Linked DNA regions of Mus musculus: region 1 is linked to region 2. A link is a contact called in public HiChIP or PLAC-seq data. All regions are on one chromosome and are shown on one strand. The core of a region is the stretch at or near the end of the contact, and the rest is flanking DNA. Distances in the headings are between cores, read along the strand shown. Region 1 overlaps Nadk2 (NAD kinase 2, mitochondrial). Region 2 overlaps Nup155 (nucleoporin 155).

Region 1 (3,626 bases), core at 188-2,687, 940 kb before region 2:
CCCCAAGCCTCCACAGAGAACTAGAGGCCACCAAGGGATGCTGAGAGCAAAGGGCTCTTAGCCAGGGACGAACACAGCAGCTGGTTATCAATACCAAGTGATCTGCCCAAAAACACACATGCAAGTAGCATGCAGACTGAGAAGGTCATAGGAATGCATCTCTATATATACATATGTGCACATAATAACCATTAATGAAAAATGAAGCCATGAATTTGAAAGATAACAAGGAAGGGGCAGAAGTAAGGGTGTGGAGGAAGGAAAGGAAAAATGTTCTAATCCTTCAACAGAAAAAAATTTTAAGGAAAAAAAAGGAAGGGAAGAAGGGGAGGGGAGGGGAGGGGAGGGGAGGGGAGGGGAGGGGAGGGGAGGGGGACAGCAGTGTTTTTTCAATTGGAGAAACCTCAAAAATATTTTTAGAATGTCAACATCAGAAAAACATTACATCTTCCTTCAAGATCTGTAAAAATCCCCATCTTTTATTTAATCTATATATACCATTAAGTAAGTGTTCTCCGTCATGACAATAGAAAAGCCTGCAAGCACTCTCAGTACTGGGGTGATTAAACTTGATCTTGTCATCTGTAAAGAGGTCCCTTTACTTTTTGTCCTTTATCAGTTTTCAACTGAAAATACCAGCCCCATGCCTCCCCTCCACCCCCCACCCCCCAGCCCATCCTCTCCCCCTATCCTGTCATCAGCAGCAGGACTAGAGTCAAGTGTCTCTCACAGGACAGACATTATGGCAAAAGTTCACTTGTCCCTTTCTCACACACTTCCTCGAAGTCAACACTTACTGAGTCCATCCCAGTTATGGTGGGCAGCTCGTCTCTAGTAACTCCTGCCACCCAGGATTCACGCCCTTCCATTACATTACGTCACAGCAGAAGTGGGTTCCACGGCCAACAGGTGCAGCACAGACACTCTGGCCGTGCACCCACTTCTGAGACTCGGTTAGAAAAGACTGCACTTCTATCTCGCTGTGCGTCTCTGCCCTCCCCCTCAGCTCACACACTGCACTGTGGAGTGGCTGGAACTGAAGCCATCTGCTGTAGCCTCCCCTCCCCCAGCCTGAAGCCAGCCTTAAAGGTTCCACTGTTTACATCAGGGTGGAGCTTGCCGCTCAATCGCTCTGCCACGCCCACTGCTGGAGCCCTCCGCTTTGCTGTTCCGGAGCCATACACGTGGTCACCCTGCTACTGGACCCCAAGATGATTTGGCAGGAATCGGGCCCCCTTCCCCTGCTTCATAACTGCGTTTGGAATAGTAAAATTGAGCTTTGATCAGCATGGCTGTCTTAGCTGCATCTTAGCCTAGCCTCTCTTCTCTTCCAGGTTTCCAAAATGCCTTTCCAGGCTAGAACCCAGACATGTGATCCGCTGGCCGGACACAACAATCTGCGAGAAACAGGAAGTGACTTCTCCTGGGCTGTCCCATCTCCAAGCGCTGCTGTTGTGGTTGACAGCTGAGTGTTACCTCCCAAGGAACTCTACACCAGGACTAAGAGGTGAAATGTCCCTGGATTATGACCTTCACATCCTGTGAGGTTATAAATATGTACGCCTAAAATGCTAAAGGATGAAGTAATTTGTCACACAGCAGTAGAGATGAACTCTCATTAGATACTGAATACACTGAGCCACACCCTCACCAGCACGACCTCTGACCTGCACATTACATAAGTCTGCACACATGTTTATTACACTAGATATAGTATTTTTTGCATTTCGGGTTTTTGAGGAGTTTGCTTTGTTTTGTTTTAGACACAGGGTGCATTGGTTTGAATAGGTATGGCCCCCACTGACTCATGCTTGGCCCACTGGGAGTGGTACTATAAGTAGGTGTGGCCTTGGTGGAGGAAGTGCATCACCGTGGGGGCCGGCTTTGAGGTCTCCTATGTTCAAGGTATGCCCAGTAGGATATACAGCCTCCTTCTGCTGCCTATGGACCAAGATGTAGAACTCTCAGCTCCTGCCCAGCTCATGCCTGCCTGGACTCTGCCGTGTTTTCTGTCACGGACTAAACCTCTGAACTGTAAGATAGATGCTCCAACGGTGTGACAAATGTTGGGGACTGTCTAGGCAGTCAGCTACCTCTGTCATGTCTGTAGTTTTGGAAGCTTGTGTCTTTGTTCTTCCTGCACACTCAGGTAATATTTAATCCCTTCTCAGATCTCTGACGGGGTTGAAGACAGTTATAGTCTCATAGTTAAACTTAAGTTGTTTAGCAGTGAAGACGTTCTAGACTTGAAAAGATGATTTTAGGGTGGAAATACAAGTTAAATTAGAAGATGATTTAAGTACAGTGTTGTAAGCTCACTGCGATAGGATAGACAGTTAAGTACCTCATCTAAGGTACACGATACAGACTGAACCTTTAAAGGTAAGTCATAATAATTTTCATAATTGTTCCAAAATAGTTCCTACTATGTATTGTTTTACTATAAGAGAAAGCCTTCTTATTTGGACAAAAAAGGGGGAAATATAGTAGGTTGGCCTAATGCTGCTTGTATTCTTATGCTTATTTTGAGCCCCCAAGTCAGGTTGCCCCAGAGACAATCGAGTCCACATTTAGATGCTGAGTGATCCTGCCCCCAAATATTATTTCTGGTTGGTAAATTAACAGCCAATAACTGGGCTAAAGAGACATAGGTGGGGTTTCAGTTTCACAGGCTTGGGGTGAAGGAGTTATTAGTGACACTAAAAGCAAATGACATGTAAATTACTGTTTCAAAACTTAGGAATCAAACAGTGCCCACTCCAGGCTGGCTCTGGCCACCTACTTTCATCGTGCGCTCTTTCGATGTTAAAGGCTCGGCTGTGCTGATTCAAGCTCAGCTGCTGTTCGTGAAGGTCCACGGGAGTGGGGTTTATGCCAGTCCCTTCCAGATATAACCTGATCCGCTGCCTCCACAACCACCTGAAAGGGAAGGAAAGGGAGGTTATAGTAAAATCAAACACACTTAGGTAAAGAATAGACATTAGGATAGCCTCAGCAAACTGAAAGATGTATATGAGAAGCTAATTCTAGATTGAGCACAGTGGCATCCACATGTCTTTAATACCAGCACTAGAGAGGCAGAGGTAAGCAGAACTCTGTGAGTTCGAGGCCAGCCTAGTCTACATAGCTAGTTCCAGGACAGCCAGACTTACATAGGGAGACCCAAAGAAAGAAAGAGAGAGAGAGAGAGAGAGAGAGAGAGAAGAGAGAAGAGAGAAGAGAGAAGAGAAGGAAGGAAGAAAGAGGAAAAGAAAAAGGAAAAAAGAAAAGAGAAAAAGAAAAAGATAAAGGAAAAGGAAAAGAAAGAAAAGCAAAAGATATTTATTCCGTGGATAAATTATAGCACAAACACCTAAAGCCCACAGGTCCCTACTGAAAGATGTGTGTGGATACTTACATCTCTTGCCAGTTGTTGGTAATGTCTAAGCTTAGATAAAACCTACACCTAATCTGAATTAAAATCTTAATAATAACCCACTAAATCCCTAAGAGCTAGACAAAAGCACAAGTTTGCTCAGCACAATCTACCACAGAAGGCAAACAGCACCTCATTACGGTGAGTGTGTGAGATCCAAGTCCCCCACAATTTCAAAATGGTGTTTGTTTTGAAGAAAAAGAGGAGGAGG
Region 2 (3,637 bases), core at 392-2,891:
ATGCCACAGTTTTTGGCTTGGTAGATCTGACCAGAGAGCCAGGAATTTAATTTGTAATTTAATTTGCTGCTACTGTTGCTGGCTTGAAGCATACAGTTAGACAGTGAGGGTTCTAAGGAAACAGTAGTCCCTGTAGAGCTGTGGTTGAATTGTAACTCAGTATGTAGACCAGACTGGCCACTCTGACTCTCCCCCACACTCCCGAGTGCCGCCATTAAAGGGGAGCACCATTACAGCTGGGTGATCATGAAGATTTTAAGTACATAGAAGTGTTACAATCACATGCTCAAACAATCCTGTATATACATACAACATACATATATAGCCTGCACACACATATATAAATGTATACATAAAATCTAATGTATGTACTTATGGTGAGAGGGAGAGAGAAAAAAAGAGGAAGAGAGAACATAAAGGGCTGTAATTGATAAAATATTAACCTAAAAATGACTAATTAAGACTGTTACAGAATCTAGCACTAAGGGAACAGACCCAGCCTATAAGGTGTTTGTTTGTTTGTTTGTTTGTTTGAAGATAAGGTCTCACTGTGTAGCCCCTGGCCTGGAAATCTCAGTGAGTTCTAAAGAGCCGCCTGCCACTGCTTCCCCAAGTGCTGGACTTAAAGGCATGTGCTACCAAACCTGGCATAGCCTATAAGTTTTAATACTAACATCCTACATAAACCTGTAGATAAATAATACAAAGTCAAAATTGTTACCACTAGTGAAATTCAAAATCTTTGTGTGTCATAATCATACACAGTCTTATTCCAGCTGTTCATAGACTGCTGTGTCTGTGTGTGGTACTACTAACTTTTTACACACTATACAAACATTTTACCACTGAGCTACATATCTGGGCCCAACTTATCAATTAAAAAAAATACTAATCATAAAAAAAAAAACTAAATCATTTGGCAAATGTACTATTTGTAGATAACTATCATTCATTAAAAAAATGTTCTACCAAAATTCTTAGATATACAACACCTGATTTCTGGACCCAGCTGAGCTTTTATTTTACAGACCAAAATGCAAACAAGAAAATATACTACAGTAATCAATGGAGCCGTTCCAGCTTTGCTTGGAGCGATTTAAAATTCCCAGTGATGGCTTGTACTGCTACTGAAGAACTCATTGACTGAAGTTCCACCAGATATCCACAGACGGCATCCAGGCAGAGATTTGTAAACCTTCTCCTGTAAGGAGAAAGACTTCAGGTCACTCATTGACTTTTGTTTATTATTATTCCTTTATTTTTATGTGTCTGAGTGCTTTACCTGCATGTGTGTATGTGTGTGTGTGCACACCATGCACCTGTCCAGGACCCCCCACAGCTACAAGAGGGCACCAGACACCCTGCAACTGTTGCTATGAATGGCCCTGAGCTGCTATGTGGGGGCTGGGAAGTGAACTCAGAACCTCTGCAAAAGCAGAAAGCGTTCAGAATCACGGAGCCCTGGCTTGCTTCAGGCCCTCAACCAGCTATACTGAAACCCATTTCCTTCAAAGAGTCGTTTCAGACCAAGATTCGATTAACTTTCTCAGAGTCCCGATGAAAAGCAAGGGTTAGATTACTCAGTAAGCGGTAAGTGCTTCCAAACAGAAAGGGGACTTGGCAAGGTCATCTACCCTAAGCACCATTGTCAACCGGAAGCCTGCCGGCCAGGGGCAGTCAGGGACGACTGCGGTTACAGAGTTACACTCTCTCGGGTTCCTGAGGAGGCTTTACCACAAACGTAGACCTGAGGTCCTACGTCATAACACCACAACGAAGGAACATACAGTACTTCAGAAATTACTTTTACTTTAGAAAATCTAGCCCCACAGTTGAAACTTTCATGAAACTTTTTTTCATGAATGCTAACGATTAGGTTATCACTCAAATAGTTATTGCTAATTTACTTAAGATATTCCCCAATGCTCCTCTGTAATGTCTGGAGCATTCCACATCCATTCCCAACCCTTCTCCCAGGTACTTAGTAGCAATAATTAAAACTTTTTCACAATATAATATTTAATTTATAGTTACCTCTCACAATTTAAAACTAGGCTAGGATTCTCAACATATCTTGTCAACAGTACATGGATACAATCCAGAAGGTGCAGTGGGCTTTTCACTCTGTTCCAGAATGGATCCTAGGAAGAGAAAAAAAAGCATGACTGCATGTATGTATATGTATGTATGCATGTATGTATATGTATGTATGCATATATACACAGTTTTTCTTATAACTTATCAAATGTGTATGTATGTATTATCCTAATTATTTATGTTAATTAAAGTCTTTCGAGCCCACTCAAAATTTCTATTAAAAAGCATTAGAAGCTGGACGTGGTAGTGCATGTCCTTAATCCCTACACCCTGGAGGCAGAGACAAGCAGATCTCTGGGAGTTTGAGATCACCTCAGCTTCTAGATCAGCCAAAGCTACATACTGAGACCCTGTTTCAAAAACCCAAAAAAACCTCCCAGATATATTGAATGTACTTTCTAAATTATATATAAGATTAAGATCAATATTTGAAATGAACACCATATTTGTGAGGTGGGCTTGGCGGTGCACACCTGCAATCCAGGACTTGGGAGACAGAGGCAGGCAGATCGAGGCCAGCCTGGTCTATATAGTGAGTTCTAAGACAGCTAGGGCTAAGCTAGGGCTACATAGTGAGACCCTGTATTGAGAAAACAAAAACAAAAGTTAAAAAAATTTTTTAAAAACCCCAATATATTTTGATAACTTTTTTTTTTTTACAAAAAATTGAATTATCATTAGACAATATAATATAAAATTAAGGAAAAACTACTATTTCTATGGGCTGTAGCCTACTTCCCTTTGAATTTATGCACTCTGAACACAGAGTAAGAGTTACAGAACTTTACGACTAGAACACGCTGACTCATTGTAAGTTGAAGTACTATTTTCATTATGAGGGAAAGTTGAGTTATTACTGAACAAGCAAAAGATGCCTTGGAAGACATGGTTACAAGGCAGATGCTGTGTCACCTAGTTCACTTAGGAAGCTTAGGTAGAGGATCCCAAGTTCAAGGCCAGCATGGACTATATATGGCAAGACCCTGTCTCAGGAAAACAAACAGCACTGATAGATAACACTATTGCACCTGCACACATGCATGTGCACGCGCACGCACACGCACACGCACACGCACACACACACACACACACACACACACACACACACACACACACGAGACAGTGTCTCATTGAATGCACAGCTAGAAAGCCCCAGGATGCCTTTTACCATCTCAGCCTTTCCAGTGCTGGGATTATAAACATACAACATTGCATTTAGTTTTTATAGGGCTCAGGGAAGCAATCTTGGAATGAGAAGCACGTTATTGGCTGAGTATCTCCCTATCCCTTACAAAAGATTTTCTAAAATGAAGTCACATGTCTAAATGTACTGTTATTTTGTGTGCTTAAAGCGAGCAGCTGAGAATCATAGTCTGATGGTACAGCACATGTCAAGTGTGCAAGGCCGTGGGATGTGACCCCAGAAATAGTCCCCACTTTGGATTACCCATGAAGACAAGAGTAAATACAAATAATTATGCTCACCGATATAAAGTATTAGCACTTCATTTTAGTTATGATACACAGCAAAGACACTCTC

What was found. HiChIP or PLAC-seq counts read pairs in DNA pulled down with a chosen protein or histone mark.
Region 1: a contact with region 2 is called in an H3K27ac HiChIP or PLAC-seq map of embryonic stem cells, with 2.5 times the contacts expected there. The contact joins two enhancer-like sites. A contact is called at or near these places in 2 of 115 datasets of contacts at active chromatin or transcription factors (astrocytes and embryonic stem cells).

The regions. Positions count from the first base shown.
Region 1 is chr15:9,092,007-9,095,632 of GRCm38.p6, reverse strand. It overlaps Nadk2 (NAD kinase 2, mitochondrial), which reads right to left. Exons shown (of 13, transcript NM_001040395.4): 6 at 2,783-2,919. Among named protein-coding and RNA genes, the nearest start is that of Nadk2, 23 kb to the right of the region's middle. Within about 2 kb of position 1,437, at least 95 of the 459 cell types and tissues checked have an H3K27ac peak or open chromatin away from gene starts, as enhancers often do. A contact at or near this core is called in embryonic stem cells, where this site is marked.
Region 2 is chr15:8,155,190-8,158,826 of GRCm38.p6, reverse strand. It overlaps Nup155 (nucleoporin 155), which reads right to left. Exons shown (of 35, transcript NM_133227.3): 34 at 2,035-2,141; 35 at 1-1,201. The coding sequence ends at 1,063. Among named protein-coding and RNA genes, the nearest start is that of Cplane1, 12 kb to the left of the region's middle. Within about 2 kb of position 1,641, at least 4 of the 459 cell types and tissues checked have an H3K27ac peak or open chromatin away from gene starts, as enhancers often do. A contact at or near this core is called in embryonic stem cells, where this site is marked.